Linked DNA regions of Anser cygnoides: region 1 is linked to region 2. The links are chromatin contacts, called in public Hi-C maps. All regions are on one chromosome and are shown on one strand. The core of a region is the stretch at or near the end of the contact, and the rest is flanking DNA. Distances in the headings are between cores, read along the strand shown.

Region 1 (4,818 bases), core at 1,902-4,401, 140 kb before region 2:
CGAGGCTGAGTGGCCGGCGTGCCTGTGGGCACCCCGTGAGGCTCCCCACACATGGCCAAGTCCTTGGTGAAAATCACGGCAGTTGTGTGACCAGGGAAAGCCAGGGTTGAGGCTGGAGCAGCCTCCTGCGCTGGGGCACCGGCAGCACCCGGGGGCCAGGCTGAGGGCCCCCTCCCGGCAGCCTGGCTCAGGAGTGAGCACAGTGGCCCTGGCCCTTGCTGCACCCAGGGTTTCAGGAAGAGGGGAGAGGGTTTCTCTGCTGTTCCGAAATGAGAACAGATTTCCACCAGGCCTATGGAAACGGAGGGAGGTGTTTTCTCTCATTTGGGAAGCAGTCGCTGCTGTATACCCGTTTTAATCACAGCATCGCAGTGCCAGATCTCCAAAGTGCCATGCTCCTCCTGCAGGGCGACCTTGCAAAATGACCTTGCACGGCTCGGCACAGGCAAGTAGCAGCAGGGCTTTCTGCAGGCTGAGGGCAGGCAGAGAACAGCTTCCAGCTAGCGGAGCAGGAAGGAAAAGAGTGCCGGGTGTGCAGGTGACCGAAGGGGAAGGGACAGGAGAGGTGCGTCTGAGCGACGGAGGGGAGCACAAAATGGCAAGCGCTTCTGTGCTCCTCGCACAGCGAGACCACAACCCTGCCATCACGGAGACGCGCTGAACAGAGCAACTCGGCACTGGAGCAAAACAAGGTGGGTGTGAAGAGGCTAGGAAAGGAGTCGTGATGTTTTGGTAAAATGTAAATTAGCGTTCAGCAGCGTGCTCGGCGAACAGTGATCCAGATATGAAAGTAAGTATGTTATGATGGAAACAAGGTAAATGAAGTCTAATAACCCCAGCAGTTTAGAGGAGGAGTGCTCCAGCATTACGATTGGTTCAGATGTGTCAGTAACAAGAAGATGCATTAAAATCATGAAGTGTTTTATTTTTGGAAAGATGATGTATTTCTCTTGAGCTTAATAGTGTCCTAATCCCACTAAAAGAAAGACTAAGTTATAATGTGAGCTCCTAAATAATGTATCACAGGTCAATTTTGAAACACACCAGAAAGCATCATTTAGCACTGAAGGTTTTTTATTCCCTTTAGGTATGGTAATGCATTAGTTGGATCCCAACTTCTTCGGCACTGCAAGCGTCTCGGTGGCTCTTCCCATCACACACACGCACTATTTGGCAGGAATTGGCTTTGCAGCTTTATAATGGGCCTCCTGTCTTGCAAAGCTTTGGGATCGCTCCTTTTAATGTGGGTTTATGGCCACTTGTACTCTCGCTCTTCACAAAAACATCAGGAATAGGTTAGGTAAAATGTTGGGCAGCTTAAATAAGCATCAACCCTTGCTGCGCCAAGGGATTGACGGGAGACCAGCAGTGGCAGTGCTGGAGCCAGCTCTGGACTCGCAGCTCCCAGCTGCTGGCCAGCCTTAGCACAGGGACCAACCCCGTCCTCCAGCGCTGTACGGAGCTGCTCTCGTACTGACACAGATTTTAGCTCTGCGGTACATAGGCAAAACATATACGTGTTTATTCTGGAAGGAGAACAACTTATTCTGTAAACTGTAGTCAGCCATTACATGTTTAGATATCAGGGTACTGGATAGCTGGGTACCATCCCCGAGAAAGGCTGCCCTATTAAAGAGCCTTCGGATGGAGGCAGTGCAGGCAGGGATGCTAAAAGCCTGTAATAAAACTCTTCCCCAGGCTGACAGAGGTAATTGCTGTGAAACCCATTTCCATACATGCTCCCCATCACGAAGCCAAAGCACGTGCCGTGAGCACGGCCTGGCTCCTTCTCCTCCCGAGGTGCCTCCAGGCCGCTGCCGGCCCAGCACCAGCACCGACCTGCCCGTGCATGAAAAACAAGAAGGGGATGGTGGAAAATGCTAATTTCCTTTTCTGAAGAACAGCCTTTCTCTTCCTCTGCAAACCCACTGCGCAAGGACCCGCAGCCGCAGGCATCGCCATGGTTACTGCTCGGCGCACGCGCGCTGCCCGCTCCGGCGGCACCAGCGCTCGGCCGGGCCGCGGGAGCAAGGCAGGAGCCGGAGGAGGACGCAGAGGGACACGATCGCACTTGGCGACACGCAGCCACGAGGCTGGGCCCTTCGGGTCGGCCCTGGGCAGAGATCTGCTCGTGGCGCCCATGAAGGCTCGGTGGAAGCCGGGCTGTGTGAGTGCAGGCACTGCTCTGGTCGTGGGGACAGGTCGCGCACCCAACGTCGCCCTGCCCCACGGCCATGCCCCCGTGGTACCCCGGTGCTGTTGGCTATAGCTGCGGTTCGGTTACGTCTGTTTTCATTTGGTGGAATTGTCTCTGCACTGGCTAAACACCTGTCTCATAGCACGTGCTGAGTAACATTTGGCAAAGAGCCGCAGCAAAGCAGCGTGTGGCTGCGCCTCGAGAAGGCCGCCGACATGGTGCACTAGGGTGGAAGAAGGTGAGATGAAAAGCACTGAGCATCACGGGGTTGCTGGTCACACCCTGGCAAGAAATGGGACAGCGCTCACGGGCGAGCCTAACAGAAAGGTGGAAAGGAGGAAACACTGCGGTGGTGCTCCTTGCCTCCGCCAGAAGTTTGAAGAGCAACACATTAGAATTGCACCTCATGAGCGCACATGGATGCATCAGCTGCATGCAAGATTATTTAAGAAGCCTTAAAAACCACATTTTTGAAAGCATTTAGGAAATAGGTGAAGGCTGAGCTAAAGTCCCACTTGAAAACACGCGAGCAGAAATGGGCTGAGGTTACACCACTGCAGTTCACTAGAAATCACGCTGGAAGTGCCAGGGTTGTGCTTGTTTGTTCGTTCTCCTTTTACATCAAAGCCATTTTATTTCCGGAGCCTTCAACCTGAGCTCCCCCTGGGCGACAGCTGGCTAACAACGCTGCGGGCAGGGGCTGGGCTGTGACCTGGTCCCTGCGCCAGTCCCGAGGCCACCTCTGTCCCGGGCAGTGGGCGTCCCCAGGGGACCGAGGCCCGCTGGCCGTGCCCCGGCAGGGCACACGGCGCCCGCAGGCCCAGCCTCTGCGGGCACGGCGCTCTGTGCCCAGGCCTCCAGGCTGCGGCCAGCGAGGAACGGGCCCAAGGGGCGACGTGGGGCCCTGGTGGCAGCTGCAGCACCGGGCCAGGAGCGGAGGGACAGCAGGGCTGGTGTCCTGCTGGGAGGAGGCGGCCGCTCGTCCTGCCGTCGGCAGGGGCAGGCCGGGGGGCACAGCTCGGGGCTGGACGTGGGGCAGGACGGGGGGCACAGCTCGGGGCAGGCCGGGGGCAGGACGGGGGGCACAGCCTGGGGCAGGACGCGGGGCACAGCTCGGGGCAGGCCGGGGGCAGGCCGGGGGGCACAGCTCGGGGCTGGACGTGGGGCAGGACGGGGGGCACAGGTCGGGGCAGGCCGGGGGCAGGACGGGGGGCACAGCTCGGGGCTGGACGTGGGGCAGGACGGGGGGCACAGCTCGGGGCAGGCCGGGGGCAGGACGGGGGGCACAGCTCGGGGCTGGACGTGGGGCAGGACGGGGGGCACAGCTCGGGGCTGGACGTGGGGCAGGACGGGGGGCACAGCTCGGGGCAGGCCGGGGGCAGGACGGGGGGCACAGCTCGGGGCTGGACGTGGGGCAGGCCGGGGGGCACAGCTCGGGGCAGGCCGGGGGCAGGACGGGGGGCACAGCTCGGGGCAGGCCGGCGGCAGGAGGCCCCCCCGCAGGCTCCGCTCGGCCCCGAGGGGCGGCCTCGTGCTCCCGGTGCCCGCGGGGGGGCGGCCCCGGGCTCCCGGTGCCCGCTGCGAGCGGCGGCACCAGGGGGCGCCCGCGGCGGCCGCAGCACGGCCCGGCCCGGCCCGGATCCGCGGGGAGGGGAGCGGGGGCGAGGTACGGAAAGAGGAGAAAGGGAAAGGGAAAGAAAGAGAAGGAAAAAGGGAGAAGAAAGAGGAGAAGCAAATAAAGAGAAGAAAAAGAGAGGAGAGGAGAAAGAAGAGAGAAAAGCAGAGTAGAGAGAGAAGAGAGGAGAGAAGAGAGGAGAGAAGAGAAGAAGAAGGGAAGGGAAGGGAAGGGAAGGGAAGGGAAGGGAAGGGAAGGGAAGGGAAGGGAAGGGAAGGGAAGGGAAGGGAAGGGAAGGGAAGGGAAGGGAAGGGAAGGGAAGGGAAGGGAAGGGAAGGGAAGGGAAGGGAAGGGAAGGGAAGGGAAGGGAAGGGAAGGGAAGGGAAGGGAAAAGGGAAAAGAAAAGAAAAGAAAAGAAAAGAAAAGAAAAGAAAAGAAAAGAAAAGAAAAGAAAAGAAAAGAAAAGAAAAGAAAAGAAAAGAAAAGAAAAGAAAAGAAAAGAAAAGAAAAGAAAAGAAAAGAAAAGAAAAGAGAAAAGAAAAGAGAGAAAAGAGAAAAGAAAAGAAAAGAAAAGAAAAGAAAAGAAAAGAAAAGAAAAGAAAAGAAAAGAAAAGAAAAGAAAAGAAAAGAAAAGAAAAGAAAAGAAAAGAAAAGAAAAGAAAAGAAAAGAAAAGAAAAGAAAAGAGAAAGAAAAGAAAAGAAAAGAAAAGAAAAGAAAAGAAAAGAAAAGAAAAGAAAAGAAAAGAAAAGAAAAGAAAAGAAAAGAAAAGAAAAGAAAAGAAAAGAAAAGAAAAGAAAAGAAAAGAAAAGAAAAGAAAAGAAAAGAAAAGAAAAGAAAAGAAAAGAAAAGAAAAGAAAAGAAAAGAAAAGAAAAGAAAAGAAAAGAAAAGAAAAGAAAAGAAAAGAAAAGAAAAGAAAAGAAAAGAAAAGAAAAGAAAAGAAAAGAAAAGAAAAGAAAAGAAAAGAAAAGAAGCCGGTTCCAGTGTTTGTCCACCCCTAAAGCAAA
Region 2 (5,300 bases), core at 2,258-4,757:
CCTTCCTGCAAGAACTTCCTTCAAGTTCTAGTCATGAACTGATTTCTTTATTCAAACCTTCCTGTGAACAGCCAAAGCTGGAGGGAGCTGGGCTGAGGTAGCAGCCCCCATGCTTCCCCCCCCACCTGGGGCACTGACCATGGCTTTTAAAGCTGTCCAGTACAAGCTGACAGTCCCTTCAGGACTTAAAATTCAGGGTTAAGTTCAGTCAAAACACCTGGAAGGGTGTCACTGATTACCTCTGTGAGTGTTTTCAGGTGAGTGGAGGACAATTTCGGGGAGGGGCTGTACTCTCGGGGTGGCTGAGCTGTGAGCTGAGGTGCAGGGCTATTGCTAGGGAAGCTGTGAGCACCTCACAGCAGATCAAACCTCCTAATAAAAATCACTGTTATATACTTCATGAAAGTCTAAAGCTTAGCCGACACAACTGTTAAATTGCGATCCTCTCGGTTAATCTGGATTGACTTTATTCCACGCTTATTAGCCACTTACCAAATGCCCAGATACTTTTTTTTCTTTATTCCTTTCTCATGGCATTATTCTGCCTTCAGTGGTTTGTTTCGAATTCAAGTGAAATCTGCCTTTCAGTGTAGATACCATGTGGGTGGTTCTTTATTACATTCTCTTCTTCCAAAAGCATTCAAATGTTGTTTTGGGTAGATTCAAGATGTCAGTAAGAAACGTTCAGCACATCGCCCTGTTTGCATGCTTATCTATTGTGAGAAAACTAGGTCTTTTCTGAGCCTTTTTATCCTCTCTCCTGCTAAATGACAGATGACAGGAAGTCAACAGGTAGATACTTTGCAGCGTGATTGCCAAAGAGAAGTGGCCTAAATCAAGTCTTGATTGCTGGTAAATCTGGAACAAAGTGCCCAGGATTAATTGTCGAAGGACAACAACTCCCAGCCATAACTGTTGAGGCTGTTCAAAGTGAGCTTTGCATTTTATTGCTTGCCAGAGGCTATGGAAAAATCTAGAGAGATTGCTTCCCCATAGTGGTCTTTTAGGCGTATCAAATATTGGTCTGGTCTCGATGACTGCAATATCCAGTCATCAGCTTGGTGTCCTGGCAGGTGGGCAGGCACAAAAATGCCTGGGAGGAGCAAAGAATGCAGAGAGAATGGCATGCACCAGCAGGAGGCTGTTAGCTGGATGCAGCTGTGACTGAATTTTGTGGTGTCACAATTAGTGTTTTACCTTTAAAAATACAAGGATTACCCAGCTGTTATATGGTGCAGGAGTGACTGGCTGGATCTTGGTCTTATAATTAAGCAGAAAGAAGAGCACAGAATGTGAGGAGAGCCCACACTTGTACCCCACACAGAAGTGTGCTCGGTCCTTAACTCTGGCAAACACGTAAAGAACTGAAAAATTCCCTGTCTTCGGGTATTTCTGAATCCTGTATCCCAAGGGTCATTTGTGCAATTAATTGTTCCAGACAGACATCAATAGGAGATTTAGTTTTTTGTTTACCGGTGTTCTGTGCTACATAATACCCTAAGCAAACCCTGATCCGGTATGAATTGCAGAGTTTCACTGAAGACAATGGTACAATAGGTATTTATATTACAAGTGAGATTTTGTTGCTATGATTGCCACTTCTTCAAATACCCATATAATCTTAGTGCAAAAAAAAAAAACCCACAGCCCAATAGAATGTAAATGTGTAATTTTGTAAGACAGATTGTACTCAGATGTCACCACAGTACTTAGAATTAAGAGTTATGTATTTTTAATTGTTTCATTTTGCTGGTGATTTAATCTCCTCCTGTGCTTTTACAGTGCACCCTTGTAACTGAAAGCCAGGGATAGGAAGCTTGTGTTCTCACAGAAGTCCCACGGCAGAACGGTGTTTCAGGACACCAAGATCTGGGCATATAAGGTAAGAGTAAATGCCTGACACCATTCCATGTAGCTGTCTCAGAGGAGAACGAGCTAGAATAAAGTGAAACATTTCTTTCCTAGATAGAATACAAGGGAATGTTAGTTTATATCCTGTGCTTTGATCAGATTTTGAAAAACACATCAGGAGCTTAATTCCAAATAAAGAATGAGAGATGTTCCAAAGTTAATTCTTACTTCTGAGTTATTGTTTTAAGTGATGATAATAAACAACCTTCTGTTTTGACATTCTTTTGGCAAAGTCACAGAGTCAGAATATCTCTAATCTGCATTTTTGTGAAGTTTAGGAACATCTGATACCTTGGGTATATATGGAGTAAATCAACTCATTGCACTCATGTTTCAAGATCTAACTTTCATTCCAAGTTCATATTTCTATGTATATGTTTCAAAAGATTATATTTGAAAATGGCTTTGGCACTGGGATTAGCAGGTTTTACATTTGTTTGCACAAGTCTCCATAAAAATGTGTCAGCAGGAATAAAAACTCAGGATGGAATGCAAAATGAATGGAAGCAACCCCTTGGACAGGATGAGGCTGAACTCCAGCCTGCTCTCCCCCTCACCGATACATTCCCATCCCCACAAGATCAGAGTTCTTCACGGTCGGTAGGGTATTCATCTGCACAGGCAGCTGAGATATTCAGAGTTACTAATTTACAGAATTGAAGTCCAGGGGCAGGCAGGAAACAGAACTGAGCAGAGGCCTGAGGTTCTGTATGGACAAGTGGCAAGTTCCAGAGTTAAACTGCAGGAAGCCCAATAATTCATGGGCATGCCCCATGCTCCTGTATTTAGCTATGTTGTCAATTTTGCCTTCTGGTCCGTCCTCCTGTCTGTATCTTTCTTGCAGTGTTTCTCTTACACACCTGCAGAAGCATATTTCTGCATTACACATCTGCCAGAGCTGACCGGTCCTTTGCCAGTGTCCAAAGGTCATCGGTGAAGCTGACAAAAGGATCATCACTTCCTTGTTTGTGCTCAGCAGCTGGATACGAGCATTCAGCTTACAGATGGCCATGAACCCTCCTTGCTGTCAGCTAAAAATTCTGCAAGAGTTGAGGAGTGACCCACAAGCCAGGTAACAGGTGCAGGAAATGCCACTGAGCTCAGAAGCTTTACAGAAATGATTAGTGCTGGGAATAGCAGATAATGAATTAGCCTCAGTTTATGTGCTGATGGCTGGGCTGGGCCTGCGCACTTTGCCCGGGGCAGAAGGTGCAGTTTGGCTCTTCTGTCCCGAGTGGGAGTGGGCAGGATTCTGGCACCTGGCTGCTGCCCGCTGCCCCGCTCCTCCTGCTCCCGGGGGCCTGCGAGCGTGGGACTGGCACGGCTCGGCCTCGGGCCTCAGGTGTGCCTCTGGGGCCACAGGGCAGTGCCAAACCTGGTGTACGTGGCACCTCCTTCGTGCAGGGTGGGCGAGGAGCCCTGAGGCAGGCTGGTAGCTTGGCACCGCCATGCTTCCAGCAAGGGGTGTGTGTACACTGGGTGCTGCTGGAGCTCGGCCACCCGGGCCTGCTCCCACACGGCGGGGCTGGCTGTTTGCACTGCCGGCCTAGGGTCACGCATGTGGAAGTGAGATGCAGCTGAGCGAGGGAGGAGAAAGAGCCAAAGGCTCTTTGGGTGTGTTCTGAAGCAACAAATGCATTACCTGCGGTGCAGCATGTAGGCACTCTAAGTCCTGTTGTAGCCTTCACAGGACCTTAGAGAGAGTCCCTGGCCTAGCAGCCGGTGTCTGCCCAAACACTTACTGTGCCTGACACTAAAATGGAACCGTATAACCTGTGTCCCATACCAGCAGGGAAGTGAATTAAAACTTTGGATAACACTTAGACCAACCTCTCTTATTCTCTACATGGACCCTACAAGAGCGCTGGCTGTGGCTCACAGCTGTTTGAGCTGCAATCACAATGTGAAATCAGTGCTGTAGCTACAGCTGCAGAAATTCCAGAAGTTCCTGCTCTGGGTTGCCTGCAATGTAAATCAGGGCGTGAGCCCTCGGAAAATGCTGGTCTCTGTCTGCTTCATCTCAAAATGAGTGCTTGCTTCTATTTAAAGACAATGTGTTTTACCCTGAGTTTATCACAAAAGGCTGGATAATTGGATGATACAAACTGGCATAGCTCCACGGATGCCAACTGGCATTTAACCCCATTTCTGCATTACTTGATGGCTGGAACCGCTGCTTTGGATGGGCATCAGAGCAAAGGGATACCAAGGCACATGCAATGAGACATGTCATTACCTAGTGGTCAAACCACAGTACAATATTTTAAGAAGTTTGCATTGTCCTAACCCCTGAGTCCGGTGTGCTGGCACTCACGTGGCGACTTCCTGACCGTGTGTCACCTACCTGGAACTGAAACCTTTCTATTTCCCAGAGGTACAGTTGGTGGCACCTTTCCAAAATTCTCCTGGCAAAACGTGTTTGTAAGTAAGCTGCACAATCAGTGCCTTGTCACAGTGTGCGTAGATCTCCAGATGTTTTGCTTATTTTCACATCCCACAGACACACACTGTAGTTTAACGGAGGAAGAACTGGATTTTTTTTTCATCTGTCATCTCTTTATCACTAGCTCTTGGTGATTGACTAGAGAATTTATGCGTTGCAGATGCAGCCCCTCGGCTCCAGCGAGGAGCTTATAAATAGCGTAATGCAAAAACTGCAGCCTGGCGCCAGTGCTGCGAGCTGCAGAGCCATGTGCCCTTTTCGTGGAGGAGTCTGTAGCACAAACTCCTCTTGGCCTTCTAGCACATCACTGGGCTCATAAATTTTTCTGAGGTTAAAAATAAGATAAACAGCCCTGTCTAGTGGCAATTTCAATAACTACATCAGAAGGACATTACTTCTAAAAGAATTCAGCCCCATATGTGTTGAATCAAGTGCGTTTAAAAATAGATGGTTGGCTTGCCTTTCTACATGGCAAATGCTCCAAGTACTTCTCCAGAGACCCTGGATAAACATGTGAGGCCGTACTCTGCCGTTAGCTTTCTCCTAAGAGATTAGCTGCCTTTATTTAATTTTCACCAAAACCAATACAACTCCCTGATGGCTTGCCACTTCTCAGGCTGTGGCTGTATCTGACGCCTCCCCTTGGACGTACTCAGTGCTGGAGGTCCAAAACCTGCCTTGGGCTCCCAAGTGGAAGCTCTCTTTGTGCTGGAAGCCGTGTGGGAGCAGACTTTGCATCACTCTGGGTTCTTGTGGGTCCTGTGGTGCTCCTGGAGGTGGCTCTTACCCGCAGAAAGGGGAAGGTTTTGTTGGGATCGCCGTCTGCACAGCTCGGGGCCTGCAGCAGCCCCGCTTCAGGCCTTCCCGCGGGCTGCCGTGTGCGCTGCTCCGCTGGGCCCGGCGGCACCCAGTTCTCGAGGTGAGCCTGGTGGGGACAGGGGCAATA

The links. A called contact is a pair of places that touch in the nucleus more often than the background predicts.
Region 1: a contact with region 2 is called in a Hi-C map of liver, with 2.3 times the contacts expected there. The contact joins two enhancer-like sites. A contact is called at or near these places in 4 of 7 Hi-C or Micro-C datasets (granulosa cells and liver).

The regions. Positions count from the first base shown.
Region 1 is chr9:26,292,269-26,297,086 of Taihu_goose_T2T_genome, reverse strand. No RefSeq gene overlaps it. Among named protein-coding and RNA genes, the nearest start is that of P2RY1, 24 kb to the left of the region's middle. Within about 2 kb of position 3,151, at least 1 of the 3 cell types and tissues checked has open chromatin away from gene starts, as enhancers often do. A contact at or near this core is called in liver, where this site is marked.
Region 2 is chr9:26,149,633-26,154,932 of Taihu_goose_T2T_genome, reverse strand. LOC106043562 (a long non-coding RNA gene) reads left to right here. Exons shown (of 8, transcript XR_010833684.1): 5 at 1,783-1,882; 6 at 2,756-2,990. Among named protein-coding and RNA genes, the nearest start is that of ARHGEF26, 23 kb to the right of the region's middle. Within about 2 kb of position 3,507, at least 2 of the 3 cell types and tissues checked have open chromatin away from gene starts, as enhancers often do. A contact at or near this core is called in liver, where this site is marked.